3 separate regions of the Mus musculus genome follow, and regions 2 and 3 are each linked to region 1. Evidence: chromatin contacts called from public Hi-C and Micro-C data. All regions are on one chromosome and are shown on one strand. The core of a region is the stretch at or near the end of the contact, and the rest is flanking DNA. Distances in the headings are between cores, read along the strand shown. Region 1 has its middle 17 kb from the start of Gm40584. Region 2 overlaps Ppp1r13b (protein phosphatase 1, regulatory subunit 13B). Region 3 holds the start of Rd3l (retinal degeneration 3-like).

Region 1 (4,925 bases), core at 893-3,392:
ATCCTTGGTGCTTTGTAGCCATGCTGTCAGCACTTGGTCGCCAGGCTGTTGCTTATTCAGGAATGTCTCAGGAAGACAGGTTCAGCCCCTCTCGGCAGGTAGCAGAAGAGCAGGGCAGTTGTCACTTCAAAAAGAGCCAACCAAGTCCGAAAGCTGCACCACACATGGCCCCACCTCAGTGGCGACAAGGTCTGCATCAGCCTGCTTCAGGCTGGGGAAGGCTACATGACCCAAACTAATTTTAGTGGTACGTAAACCCAGGGCCTGTCTCTTTCTGTCTCCATCTCCTTGGTTGTCCCTGCATTTTCTGGGTATTCATAAGGAATAGTTTTGCTTCTAAATTCTTCTTTTTTTTTTTCTTTTGATTTCCACAACCCCTCCCTCCTCTCCTCCCAGTCCCACCCTCCCATCCCACTTCTCCCACCTCCCCTTCTCCTCAGAGGATGGGGGCCCCTCTCCCTGCAACCCACCCTGGCACATCAAATCTCTCCAGGACTAAGCACACCCTCTCCCACTGAGGCCAGACAAGGCAGCCTAGCGAGGGGAAAGGGTTCCAAAGGCAGGCAAGACAGTCCGAGTCTGAATTCTAAACCAACAGGAATGGGCTTCAAATCCTAAGAATCAACCTCCAGCTTCATAGGCCAAGCACTCAGGCCTTCTCCTGCCCTCCAGGGGATCTCACACTTGTAAAAGCCGGGGACAGGTTGGCCTGGGCCAGACAATAGGACCAGCCTCTGAGACCTCTGTAGTATTCACCTTCTTGTGACTTTTCCCACATCATTTTATCAGGAAAAATTTCAAACACAGCGAAGTTGAAAGACTTGCACAGTGGATATGCCTACCCACCTTCTCTTATAAACACCAGTGACCTGGATCTGCCCCATCTGCCCTGCCCACAAGCAACCCGCCCCAGAGCCATCTTGCTTTGCAATACCTTTCAAGTCAAGTTGCAGAGGACATCTGCCACCCACCCCTCCATGCCTATCCCAGTAAGCAAACCACAGATGGTTCCATTCCATTCTGTCTTCTCTCCCCCTCCCTCCCTCTCCTTCCCCCTGCTCATTCCCTTCCCCCAGATTTTCAGACAGGATCTCTTCCTGTTACCCTAGGTGAACTGAAACTTCACTACATAGACCCTCAAACTCACACAAAAATCTCCCTGCCTCTTCCTCCAGAGTGCTGGGATTAAAACTTCCGATAAAAAAGACATCTGTATTAGTAAAACACACCCCTGGTCTGCCTGTGAGGGTGTTTGCAGAGAGAACCAGATGTTAGGGGAAATCTGTGGCTTGATCCATCGAGGGACTCAAATTGTTACTTGTCTGTTGGGAAGAGTTGGATTGTGGAAGGGTGGGGCATGGTCAGAAGAAAGGGGTTGCCATGAAGGCTTGCCCTTAAGGTCTCTCCTGACCCTGGCTCCTTCCTGTCTCTCTGCTTCCTGGGTGCCATGATGGGAGTGGCTTTCTCCCACGGCACCCTTCCTGCTTTGTGTTCTGCCTCTCCACAGAGAGGCATAAAAACAGTAGGGCTGGAGACCCCGAGTTGAAACCTCTGACGTTGAGATCAAGTCCGGTTAAACTGTTTCTCTTGAGTTCTTGTCACGAAAGGGGAGCACGTGGGCAGCACAGCAGCAAACTGGGGTCCCGCTTCGCTTTGCATCTCTACTCAGCTTTTGCCGCAGAATTTTGTACTAATTTGATAAACTTTATGCTTGAGATGTGTGCGTGCGTGTGCTATGGTTGGGAGAGACTCTGTCCCAATTATGAGCCCACTTTTGTGTTTAAATGGTGTGAACACTAAGCAACTTTGTTCTTACAAACAAGTCCACGGAGACAAAGGGAGCTTTGTCACAGCGATTCCCAAACACACAGAGCTCCATTATCAGAAAGAATGGAAGTGGTCAGCTGACAGGCAAGGCTGTGGGCCACTGAAGCCTCTGCTTCTGTCTGCAGAGGGCTTTGTTTTATCCCTCCCCGCTCCTCACCCCCCAGCCCCCGGTGCACTGTCAGAGGTTACACTGCAGGTGGGAATCCCGGTGCAAGAGTCAGAGGGGAAGATAGAAGAGGAAAATCTAGACAGCTCAAGTCAGCCTTAGGCCTTGAAAACCGCCACCTAGTGGTCGCCAACAAAGGAGAGTGATACCACATATCGCCACCAGAGAGCGCTGTGCCACCAAAAGCACAAGGGCAGCGAGGGCACCCCTCTTTCTTGTCTACCCAACCCAATCTGCTGGAGTGCCTACACCAGAATTCTCCTCCTGGTTAGTCTCATCTGCTCTACGCTGTAGCAAAACCGCTGGATCTGGGTACCGGGTGGCGTCAGGATACCAGGAAATTCTGCCCTGGTGATATTTTCCTTAGTCAGGCTGGAACCCAAGTCTGTAAAAAGGACCCAGGATGAGGGGGCGCTGAACCCAGGCTCCTCCTCCTGAACACGATGAGCCTGTGTCCCTGCTCCAAATGATGACCACTGTCTGAAAGGGAAGTGAGAAAGCCAGGGGTAGCTCAATAACAACGTAGTTACCAAGAATCCACAAAGCAACAGGTTCCATCCCTAGCAACAAGAAGAAAAAAAAAAGTGAGGGAGCTTCAGGGTCCACAGCCCTCCCCTAACACTGGTCACACCCAAAGCAAACCCGGTAGGAGCAAGGCCATGTAGGAGCTGTGTGCCCAGCTGCTGTGGGTGAGGCTGGGCCTTGCAGGTGTTGTGAGCTCAGTAGACAGTAGATGCTGGTACTGGGGGCCTTGAGCAGAACAGGCTCCTTTCCCTGACGTTCAGAGAGACTGGAGCTTCAGGCAGGGCCCAGGTCACCTCCCCGGGCTTCAATCTGCCCATCTGCTGGGCGGGACTGTTGGTGGCTGACTCAGAAAAGTGAGCTGTCTGAGTGGCTAGGAATCCTCAAGGTGCCTGCATAGATCTGGTGCTCCAAATACAGGACACTCCTTCCTGTTCCCCAAGTTCAGGACATCATCCAGGAGGCTCTGGGTTCCATTTGTTGTAGCATCGATAAGGTCACTCCTTGATGGCTACCGTCTGACCAGGCTGAGTCCTCAGCCCAGCTTGCAGCTCTCGGCTGTGTCAGCTCCAGCTGTGGGAAGGAGGGCCCCACTCAGAGAATGGTCAATCTTGCCCTGAGAACTTGGCTGGAACTAACCAGACCTCCCTCCAGCCACTGGTTAAGCTTCTGGCTGCTCGTTAAGCTCTCTGCTCCTTCCTCCCTGGCCTAGGTAGAAACCAGCAAGGAAGTGACCTCAGTGGGTGTTTTCCTCAGAGGTACTCACTGTGAAGTCCCAATATGGACATGGGAACCAGGGGCTTTGTGACTTGAGGGGTAGAGGGTCTCTGAGTACCATCGGGGATTGAAGAGACTAATATGAGTCAGGACCAGGGATGTCCCGACCTGATTTGGGTGACCAGGCATAGCTCAGGAGAAAGGACCCTATACTTGGGTATAAAGAGTACTTGCAGGGCCCCAGTTCACCCAAGAGACAGTTCTGAGCCTCCAGGACCTCAGCTCCAGCCAGCCTTCGTACTTACACTGGGCAGCTCCGAGACAGTGGTATCTGTCAGTACAGATGAAGACCACAGGACTCTGGGAAGGGCTATGGTAGGCTATGGTAGGCTGGTGGGGTGGGCCCAGCTTCTCTCAACTCTGGCCCTTATTATGTATGACGTTCAAGAGCCCTGGGAGAGGCCAGAATAGTCCTGCTCAGGAGCAGCAGGCCCCGTGTGAGGGGCAGAGAAAGCAGGACTTAGCACCTCTGACAAGCCAGTTAGGCTTCACTCTTTCCTAATGGTCTGTGGCCTTGGGTCCCACAGTAACTTTATGCTTAGCATGTGGAGGAGCCCTGGCTGGCTGAGCCCCAGTCACTAGCAGAGGGGGGTGGAGGGACTCAGGGTCTCCCATCCTCTTTAACATCTGCTTCAGTCCAGCCTTCCTGTGGGATGTGTGGTATCCATATCTCGTCATGACTTTGATTTTTTTTCTCTCCCAGTATGGTGAACATCTCTCTCTTCATGGGCTTGGGCCATTCATGCATCCTTTTTGAGAAAAAAAAAATGCCTCTCCCCTACCATTTTTCTCTTAAACCCCTTTCTCCTTATTTTCTGCTGATGCGATCTTCCATCTCATCCTTCTCTTCCTCCTGTTCCTTCTTTTTGAAATGGGGTCTCACTTATAGCCCAGACTCACCTAAAAATCATTGTGTGTCCCAGGCTCGCACCTCCTGCCTCAAGCCGTCTGAATGCTGGGATTCCAGGTACAAGCCACCCACTAGGCTCCTTCACACTTGAATTTATGTTTATATTTACATGCTTTTCTGTGTGGGGGTGTTTTTTCATGTATGTGAATATGTGCATCACATGCATGCCTGGTGTTCGTAGAGGTCAGAAAAGGGCCCTGGATCTCCCGGATCTGGAGTTACATACATTCATGATCTATCACATGAGTTCTGGGAACTAAACCCCAGTCCTCTGCAAGAGCCGTACGTGCTCTAAACTGCTGAGCGGTCTCTCTGGTCCTTAAAGCTTCCTGAAATGCTTTCTGTCTATTGTGTATGTATTGATTTGTGTGGGAGGGTACACCTGAGGAGGTCAGAGAATAACCCACCGGAGTCAAACCTCTCCATCCACCTTTGGATCTCAGGGATCGAATTGACATTTAAGCTTGGTGGAAACACCTTTTACCCACTGAGCGGTCTGAACAGCCCTTATTTTCTTAACATAATGTATTTTTACTATATTCACTCCCCCTTATTTTTCTAACATGTATATAATGTAGTTTTGCTATATTCAGCCCCCAATGCCCTTTCTGATTCCCATCCCACTCCCACTCCCTCGGGATCCCTTTAACGAGTCAGAGCCCTCCTACACGGGCGACCCCTTTTTATGACAGAGTTTAATTAGTGTTGCTTGCAGGAGTGTGG
Region 2 (4,925 bases), core at 687-3,186, 670 kb before region 1:
GCAGGGCAGATACTCATATACATAAAGTAAAGAGATGTTAAGAGAGAGAAAAAAGGCAAACAGAAACATCCTCAGTCTCTGGGCACAACATCACTGTTACTGATGGAGCCCGAGCCAGCAGAGCCGGCACCTCTGCAAAGCAACCTAAGTGGATGCTGCTGCGCCTGCCATTAGATACATTACTTTGTCTCCATGCATGCTGCCCTGATGCTGGACCGGACCACTGCACTCAGCTGCTCAGCGCTCATCAGAGCTCCCCCTAACCAATCTAACTAAAGGAACTCCATCTGTTACCTGTCTCTTACCTGGCTCAGGGTTCAAATGCTTATCCATTTCCTGAGAACAGAGATCCTGGTCAGCCTTCAGCTGTGTCATCAGTACCTGGATCAGCACCGGGCATAAAGCATGGATTGACTACATAAATCCCCCAGTTATATGATTTGGTAGGACTTTTGAATCCTGAAGGATATGTGTTTGTCTGCCTTTTTATCTTCAAGTTTTCTTCACAATAAAGATAAGAGAAGGGCTGGTGAGATGGCTCAGCGGGTAAGAGCACCCGACTGCTCTTCCGAAGGTCAGGAGTTCAAATCCCAGCAACCACATGGTGGCTCACAACCATCCGTAACGGGATCTGACGCCCTCTTCTGGAGTGTCTGAAGACAGCTACAGTGTACTTACATATAATGAATAAATAAAATTAAAAAAAAAAAAAAAAAAAAGATAAGAGAATATTTACCCCTTTACCCACTGACTTAGTCTACATGACACAAGAAAAAGTATTATTGTGAAAGTCCAAAGCCATGATTAACATAAGATTAACATAAGAGTCTCAGCAGATTCCCTCATACCTCATATCGGGATGCCTCTAGACAGACTCCCTCCTCCCACAAGGTGGCGCTGCATGACAACAGGGAGCAATCCCACATTCAGAGAAAACTAAAGAAGTTAGATGCAGTGATGCACTTGAGGCAGAAGGATCAGGAGTCCAAGACTAGCCCCAACTACAAAGAGAATTTGAATCCAGCCTAGGCTATATGAGTCCCACGTCAATTTTTAAAAAAGATATAATAATAATTGGAAATTGACCATGTCTTAAAGGAAGAGTTGGCCTTAATAGAGTGATGAAAAAATTTCAAAATAAATAAATACTTAAGCCTAAAAATGCATATTAATATCAGTACTTGGGATTGTAGTGCAAAGGCAGGCTAGGCTGATCTCTTGAGTTCGAGGATAGCCTGGTCTACAGAGCACACTGCAGACAGCCTGGGCTACATAGAAAAACCCTGTCTCGAAAAAAGAAATCTTAAAAAGAAAATTGAAAGTCACAACTCAGACTAAAAAAATTATCTGGAAAAGTGTACAGGCAACAAGGAACTTGCATCCTAAAACACAGAAAGTTCTTAACATCAGTATGGAAACACACCTTTTCTAAGGAGCAAATGATGTGAACACACATCTAAGCAAAGCTGACGTGCAAATGCCATGTGTGCACAAGAAGTGTCGCGGGGAACAGCTTTCAGAACAATGACACAGTAGTCACCCTCAGTCAGGCAAACGGCCCTCCATAGTCCTGCCAACTCTGCTGTCACTGTTTCATGTTACAGGCACGCAGCAAAAGGAACTAAGCAGTAGACAATGCCACAGCCACTTTGGAAGACAATCCTATAAAATGTCCTATAAAACAAAACAGGGGTCACAGCTCTAATTCCAGTCCAACACTTGGGAGGCTGATGGTGTACGAGGAGTGCTACAAGTTCAAGACTAGCCTGGACTTCACAGTTAAGTGCCAGGCCCATCTAGGTACAGTGTCTCAAAACCTCTCCTCAAACACAAAAACACTTTTACCATATGATGTTTATTTTCACACAAAAGCTTGTATCAATTCTCAGAATTGCCAAAAATTTGGACACAACCAAGATGCCATTAGTAGATGAATGAGTCAACAAACTGACCTATTCAGACAGTGTAAGACTACAGCAATAAAAAGTATGTGCCATCAAGCCAGAAAATGACGAGGAGGACCTCTAACTATAAGCTGCTGGGTGAAACTGGTCTGAAAGGCTACATACATACTGCTGGATTCCAACTGTATAAGATTCTAGAAAAACAAAACAATAGAGTCTGGATCAGCTACAGGGCTGCAAGGGAGAACGGACTGCAGGGTCTTTCAGGACAACAAAGCTATTCTGAATGACACTGGAAGTGTGGAACATTACACATCTGTCAAAACTCACAGAGCTATATTCCAAGAGTGAAGCTCAGCCTATAAGCCAAGGACCTCAGTCAACCAAAACATATCAAAACTGGTCCATCACTGTAACAGATAGATCACAATGATAGTTAATAAGTGCTAGGTCTGCGGTGGGATGAGAAGAAAGCAGGAAAATTGTGTTTCTGTTCCATTTTTCTGTATTCCTAAAACTGCTGTAAAATGGAACAATAATATGAACTAGCCAGTACCCCCAGAGCTCCAAGGGACTAAACCACCAACCAAAGAGCACACATGGTGAAACTCCTGGCTCCAGCTGCACATGCAGCAGAGGATGGCCTTAGTTGGACATCAATGGGAGGAGAGGCCCTTGGTCCTGTGAAGGCTCCATGCCCCAGTGTGGGGGATGCGAGAGCCAGGAATGGGAGTGGGTGGGTTGGGGAGCAGGGGGATGGGGGGGATGGAGGAGGGTGTTTTTGGAGGGGAAACCAGGAAACGGGATAACATTTGAAATGTAAATAAAGAAAATACCCAATTTTTTTTAAAAAGGAAAAAAGTTAACAACAACAACAACAAAAGTGCTGTAAAATGGTATTTAATGTAAAATAAAAGCAAAAACAAAACAGCAAAAAACAGCAGTATCCTGTACCTGGCAAGAGTGCATGCAGACATTGTGTGTGTGAGAGTGTGTGTGTGCGCGTGTGTGTGTGTGTATGAGTGTGTGTGTGAGTGTGTGTGTGTGTGTGTGTGTGTGAGAGAGAGAGAGAGAGAGAGAGAGAGAGAAAGAGAGGGACAGAGAGAGACAAAGAGACAGTCAGTCAGTCACAGGAGAGGGGTGTCTATAAGAACTGAGTCACCTAATAAAATGTTTCTTAGTGTAGACCATGGCCCAATACTTTGAGAGAATAGCAGGATGGTCTTATGAAATTCTCAAGAGCTAGTATTAAACTAAAGGAAGAGTCACTGCCCTAGGAAAGTCACTGGCACCACTAGTTTCCAACCTCCTTAGTGCAGTGTAAGGGCTTCTCACACCCTTAACTTCTGTCTTTACTCTAAGACAGCTACTACTTTTCACTTTACAGATTAGGAAAAGGGGCTTGGAGAGCTTAATCATGGGTTCAAATCATGGAGCTCACAAAACTAGAGAGAAAGAGAGCTTAACTCACTCTGCCTGACTCAGAGCTAAGGCACTCTGAACCAGTTCTCCAAAGCACTTCCCCAGTGCATCAAAATACAAAAGAGAGGAGAAAATGTTTCTAGAGATTTTTTATATGAGAGTTCTAATAGTCTCTTGATTGGTATAATCTTTCATCATTCGTTTATATTTCAATTAGCCAGGTTATACCTAATGCTTTTATTTAAAGTTATCAATTGCAAACTGAGAGCTTTTCCCCATGTAGGCACTATATATACTGTGGGATAAGAGCAAAGAATCATGGCATTTCCTCCAATTAACCACAACAATGGAACAGAAAAATTATTTGACCTAAACCATATAAACTTTCTAATTAAATGTTCTTGGCCTTTAATCCCAGCACTTGGGTGTCAGAGGCAGGCAGATTTCTGAGTTTGAGGCCAGCCTGGTCTACAAAGTGAGTTCCAGGACAGCCAGGGCTACACAGAGAAACCCTGTCTCAAAAAAACAAAGAAACAAAAAAACAAAAATAAAAACAAAAGTCTACTATACCCTGCCCCATATGTATTTTTAATCTGCATTACTCATATACTGAAGAGAATTACAGATGTACATTACACATAAGCCTGAATTCACGCTATCATTTATAACAGCCAAAAATAGAAATAGCCCAAACTTACAAAGATAATTTAGAAATTTTACTTATGTTTCTGTGTCTGCCACCTGTGTGTACATGCCTATGGAGGCCAGCAGAGAGGGACTGACAGAGCCCATGGAGCTGGAATTCAAGGCAGCTGTAAGCCACCAGCTATGGGCATCATCTTCCTAAAGAACAACAAGCACTTTGTACTGCTGAGCCATTCCTCCAGTCCTAACTGCCCAAACTTACTGTTGCAAAGTTTTTATTTATTTATTTACTGTATATGAGTACACTGTAGCTGTACTGATGGTTGTGAGTCATCATGTGGTTGCTGGGAATTGAACTCAGGACCTTTGGAAGAGCAGTCAGTGCTCTTAACCGCTGAGCCATCTCTCCAGCCCAGCCCAGACTTACAAATGGCTGAATACTATGTAATGTACTCTGAACTTAGATTATTACTTGGTGGTGGTGCACACCTTTAATGCCAGCACTTGGGAGTCAGAGGCAGGCAGATCTCTGAGTTGCCAGTCTGGTCTACAGAGTGAGTTCCAGGACAGCCAGGGCTACACAGAGAAACTCTGTCTCAAAAAACAAGCGCAAACAAAAAAGAATAATTCTATTCATATGAAATGCCCGGAGCAAACTACCCATGAAGACAGGAAGCAGACTAGTGGCTGCCAGGAGCTGCAGGGACAGTTGATAAGAATATGGTTTCTTTGGGGAGATGAAGATATAAATAACTAGATAGCCATAATGATGGTACAATTGTGGATGTTTTTAAAAGCCCAGAACTATGTGATTATGTATCAATAAAACTTATTAAAACATTCTTAGTTATGCCAATTCAATCTATCGATATTTTTTCTCAATGAAGCAGCTTTAACTATTATAACAGGGCATTGTACCACTGGCTCATATCCCAGGAATCAGGAGACCAAGAG
Region 3 (4,925 bases), core at 851-3,350, 570 kb before region 1:
GTGTTACTTTAGCATTGCTCGGTAGATGGGTCTGGCTGGTGATAACAACTTTAAAGGTCTGTTGTGTGCAGTGCTCTACAGCTCTTGTTCTGTGAGGAACTTATTTTCTCTATTCCCTAGCTAAAAATTTTAGTTACTGTGCCCATTGAAAATGTTCAATAAAATGTGCCTGAAGCACCTTACACACACACACACACACACACACACACACACACACACACACACACACACACTTAACCTCAATTCCTTTGCTAAATTTAGGTTTTGCAAACAGTTTGCGGTATAACAACCGGGATGTGTTTAGCCATGATTAGAGATGAGATTGTCGGCCGTTCCCGTGAGCTTCTGTGCTTTTAAATTGAAGGTCATGTTCATGCTCGCGGACCCTTTCCCTTGTTCCCGACAGGCGACATTATGTAATGGATGTGGGCTTCGTTTCAGTTGCATTGTAGGGAGAAGCTCACATTAATCATTTATTTTACACATCAGCTTTCTTAGAATAAAAGCCAAGATTAATTAAGTTTCACAAAGAATCCGTCATACTTCATATTAAATTTCTTTAGTTCTGTGACATATTTGAGGTATAAGAAACTTCAAACATTTAGACAGTATTTTAGTTAAAAGCATACTTTTCATTAAAATATTGAATATTTAGAGTGGTTAGAAAATAGTGCTGCTTAGAGAAGTTGGCGGTACAGGAATTTTGAGGAAACCCTGACATTGAAGCCAAGACACTTGGAGTCATGCCACTGTTTGTTCTCAGTGCTAAGGGTGACTCTGAGGTGGTCTTGCTAATTCCTCAGCTTGGTGGGTAATAGTATGGCAGGTTCCATACTCTGTGTGAACAGGGGGGAAACCTGTTCTTGGCATGTTTGTCTACATAGCTTGAAATCGTGGGTATCTCCTCTTTGTCTGGCCTCTCAGAGCTTTCACCTGGGAGCGCAGGGGTAGGGGGACCGGTGATGTCAGAGTCCCATAGGCCAGCATGGTGACCCCCTCTGGCAGGACTGCTGAGAAAGTCTTTCAGAACTTGCTTGAAGATGTAGACAATTTCCCAGGGAAGTACATCGTTTTCTGCCAAAAGTTCTCTAAATCTAAGGGGGGGGGGAGTTGTAGGGATGAGTATTTAGAAATTTTCTTGTACCCGATTTCCCAAATGAAGCTTACATATGTAACTGTGTCCAGAAAAGCATTATAATTAAGTAACAGGAAAAGCATTATAATTAAGCTTTCAGTGAAGAAACTTTGTAATTAAAGTAAATTTCTACCAGTAAGCTACCTAGAGGTACATAGGGTTTTGGGCATCGGTACACGGATTGAGTTTATATAATGAGGCAGCTTTTAGTCTGAATCTCACACACCACAAGACCATAAAGAACATAGTAGTCTACCTGCTGAGAACGGTTCCAGCTTGACAAGGTTGTACTTGTGAGCACAGAACTTCCAGTTGTCTTTGTTCGGTAGCTGGGATCATTGTGTGAGAAGTCTGGTAACTTCTCAGCCAGTTGTAGTCCACGCCTGTCTTTTTCACTTTCTGTTCATTTTCGATCTCATGTATTAATCTCTCGCGCTCCTTCAAATGCCATTTTAACTCCCGAAGCAGAGTCTTTGTCACTACCTCAGAGCCAGCGTAGCGTGTTTGTTTGTAGGAATAATTTCTTGGCCATTTCACCCAGCTAAAAAGTGGCATTTTTAGGCTGTGGAGATATGAAATGTTTACTTGCATAAAATTTTTATGGTTTTTAACAGTAAATATTTTTTACTATTGCCAGAAAAGTACATGAATTTTTCCACTGGTAAAACATGCAGGTCAAAATAAGATTAGAGTGTGGATTAAAGTCTTTCAATTTCTAACTAGGTCAGTGCTAAACCCAAGCTTTGAAAATACCTAAATAAAAACTAAGCAGAAATGAAATAAAATCAAAGATAATAATACAAACTGAGCAATTTCTGAAAATAACACTTGCTAATAGAAGTTTTTAGGGGGGTCTTGAAACATCACCAACTTGAAAAGTGCTGTCCACAGCACACGTGTGACTCACTCTTAGTACAGAAAACGCAAGCTTACCTGCCGAGCCAGGGGTCTGTTGCGGGAGTGTTGCCAGAGTTTGCCCAAGTTGGGGATGAAGCTGTTTCTCTCAGATGGGTCTCACTCTCTGGGGGTGTCCTCCAGGGAAGGAATGTCTCCTCATTTACCCACTGGAACTGTGTTTGAAACAAACAACTTTCTGTGTTAGGAATGGGGATCTGTTGTCTTCATTTGGAGATATATATATATATAAAACCTTTCATCTTCATGAGTTATATAATTGTCTACCTTTTGAATGTAGCTTATTTTCTTTGGAAAGGATGCTGGCAGCTACGGATGCTGGTCCCAAATGCATGCTGCAGCATCTGTAGGAGTGGAGTGAAAAAAAAGCAAGCGTCTGAGGCACCACAGATGCTCCTAGCTGAGGAAGAGTGCCGCGTGGTGTGATGCTCTGCTGTGCATAGCTGTGGGTCACAGGTCCTGCCGTATTTTTATGCCTGTAGAGCTCTAAAAATAACCACACTGCTGCTTTTCATCTTCAGCTTAACTTTGAGGCAGTTTGGAAGCCAGGTCACTGTCCCTTCTAATGAAAGCAGGAAAAATAGATCAGACTTGACTATATGCAAAACATGCACTCTGTGGAAGCTCACTGCCACCAAGTAAACTGGGCAGAGCCTGCTGGCGTCAGTCATGTGTGGGGCAAGTGAGCTTTCATTTACTGCTCATAACATAGCAAACCCTTGCACTGGAGCAGGTGGACATGCTAGGGGACACTGAAGCTGATAGGGGACACTAGCTGATAATCAGTGTGCATTTGATTGTCTCTGTTCAAGGTGGTAAGATGGCGATGAGTTATCGGTGAGAGTGGAGACCTGAAGGAGAACCAAGGTAGAAATAGAACTATACTACATAAAGTCAGGTGGTAGTACTACATTCCAGCAATCTCCACTTGGGATATGGAAGAAGGAGTGCCAGAAGTTCAGGGTCACCCATGACTGTGTATAGAGCTCAAGTCTCAAATGTGCAGATGAAACATTATAACCCCTGCTTAGGTGAGCACGTCTGTGCCTTGGACTTTGTTGTACATTTTCTGTCCAGATGCCTGTGTGAAACAGTGGCTAGAGCATAAAAGGTCCTTTGCGTCTTAGTTTCCTGCTAAGTGATGACATTATGTAGCTTTTCCTTTTATAACTATTTCTTCTGTTGCTTTTCTTCCCAATAAACCAAGAATAATAGACATTTTCCCCATCAGACCTGTGTGCCATGTGTGATCAAGAGTGACATGTGTGGTCATGCTGTAGTTCCTGTTATGACCGGGAAAGGCCAGATGTCAGGCTTCATTATCCTCAGTGAGCCGCGTTCACATTACACTGCCTGCAGTAGTGGGAGAAAGGAGGGAGTGACGTTTATTGTGACAAGGTGTCCTTCCAAATTAAAGTTGAAGCTGTACCAGTCACGCCACTTTCCCTGTGAAGAGCGTTGTGACTCTTCAGCCTCTCCTCCCTCGAACGTGGAAACTGAAATATCACATATATTGGAGAACAGGCCTGGTTTCCACTCAGGTCCTCTGCAGTCTTACTTACTTGTGCATCTCCAGCTCGCCTATCAATCCACTGCAGTGCCGAGCATACCAGTGCTGCTCTCCTGGGCTCTCAGTACATAGCCCTGGCTGTCCTGGAACTCACGATGTAGACCAAGCTGATGTCAGACTTGGAGATCCACCTGCCTCTGCCTCTTGAGTGCTGGGATTAAAGCCACCACACTGACCCTCCCACCCCCACTCTAGATTGAGATAACTGACTACCCAAATGCTTATTCTGTCTCTTAGTTTGTAGCTGCTGTCCAATCAGGCTTTGTTTGTTATTGTTGTTTGTTTGTTCAACTCATTTCTTTTTCTTCAACACTTTTTCCTGGATCCTACTCTTGTTCTCTTGTTTGAACTTATTCTAGTTCCCTCTTCACAATCCTTAAGTGCTTTCTGATTCATCTCGACTATGTCTCTTATATATTTGCTCAGTCGCTCAACAGATGTTCACTGATGTCTCTTGTGGTGTGGAGGCTTGGGACCTGGGGTGACTCAGTTCACTAGACAGACCCACTTCCTGCTTTCATGGGGCTGCCCTCCTAAGGGAAAGATGAATGTGTGTGAATAAGATAATTATAAGTTGTCTTGTGTTATTTAGCATTCATGTCCTGCTTCCTTCAAGTCAAATGAGCGGATCAGGCAAGGACTTTCTAGCTGGGATAATTCCTCTGAACAGGGATTTATTTGTTAGTTCTTGAGTCAGGGTCTCACTGGGTAGCCCCGGCTGGCCTTAGATGCACTGCACTCCTGCCACAGCCTCTTAGGTAGATTACTGGCCTAAGCAGCTGGCCTTTGAGCAGACTTCAGTGGCCTTAGAGGACTTCTTGAGCCTTCTCTTGGTTCCTCGGCTTATTGGACATCTGTCCAGCTGCTACAATTGCTGCTTGTGGCTTTAGTTGCCACCTCAGTCCACACGAGGACTGGCCTTTGAACTCACTGCACACACATGTTATCTAGTGCTTGGTGTGTGCTACTTACATTACATTTCATTTTTCTCCTTTCTCATGAAATTGTTAAGATTGAAGTAGAGACCAAATACCATTTTCTTTAACTATCTCTCCTACTACCATGTAGTTAGAGAACATATTTGTAGGTAAGATAAGGCACTTCCCTTTTAAAGTTAATTTTTGCTGTTTATTGGGGTAAAACCAGATTAGTGTGAGTTTATCAACTATGCAGTAAATTTAGTAAATGGGTCGCCTCTGATGTATTGGAACCTTATTAGCTATTGTGTATGGAAGGCTTGAAACAACCCAGTCATTCTCTGTGTGCTGGTTGTCTTGTTTACTTGATATTTTTTCTTTTTTTCTT

The links. A called contact is a pair of places that touch in the nucleus more often than the background predicts.
Region 2: a Micro-C map of the G1E-ER4 cell line shows a contact between it and region 1, with 3 times the contacts expected there. The contact joins two enhancer-like sites. A contact is called at or near these places in 3 of 15 datasets of contacts at CTCF or cohesin (embryonic stem cells, large pre-B cells and stem cell-derived epiblast-like cells), 10 of 484 Hi-C or Micro-C datasets (the G1E-ER4 cell line, the HL-1 cell line, cerebellar granule neurons and 4 more) and 4 of 115 datasets of contacts at active chromatin or transcription factors (astrocytes, embryonic basal ganglia, embryonic stem cells and 1 more).
Region 3: a Hi-C map of rod photoreceptor shows a contact between it and region 1, with 2.0 times the contacts expected there. The contact joins the promoter of Rd3l here to the enhancer-like site in region 1. A contact is called at or near these places in 7 of 39 promoter capture datasets (the HPC-7 cell line, HPC-7-derived erythroid cells, cranial neural crest and 4 more), 3 of 484 Hi-C or Micro-C datasets (the G1E-ER4 cell line, embryonic stem cells and rod photoreceptor), 1 of 115 datasets of contacts at active chromatin or transcription factors (embryonic stem cells) and 1 of 9 other capture datasets (liver).

The regions. Positions count from the first base shown.
Region 1 is chr12:112,550,064-112,554,988 of GRCm38.p6, forward strand. No RefSeq gene overlaps it. Among named protein-coding and RNA genes, the nearest start is that of Gm40584, 17 kb to the left of the region's middle. Within about 2 kb of position 2,143, at least 76 of the 459 cell types and tissues checked have an H3K27ac peak or open chromatin away from gene starts, as enhancers often do. A contact at or near this core is called in the G1E-ER4 cell line and rod photoreceptor, where this site is marked.
Region 2 is chr12:111,877,550-111,882,474 of GRCm38.p6, forward strand. The region is part of intron 1 of Ppp1r13b (protein phosphatase 1, regulatory subunit 13B); the gene reads right to left. Among named protein-coding and RNA genes, the nearest start is that of Ppp1r13b, 28 kb to the right of the region's middle. Within about 2 kb of position 1,937, at least 3 of the 459 cell types and tissues checked have an H3K27ac peak or open chromatin away from gene starts, as enhancers often do. A contact at or near this core is called in the G1E-ER4 cell line, where this site is marked.
Region 3 is chr12:111,978,651-111,983,575 of GRCm38.p6, forward strand. It overlaps Rd3l (retinal degeneration 3-like), which reads right to left and starts at 2,101. Exons shown (of 3, transcript NM_001127685.1): 1 at 2,069-2,101; 2 at 1,392-1,697; 3 at 673-1,094. The coding sequence starts at 1,690. The coding sequence ends at 800. The region is part of intron 1 of Tdrd9 (tudor domain containing 9); the gene reads left to right.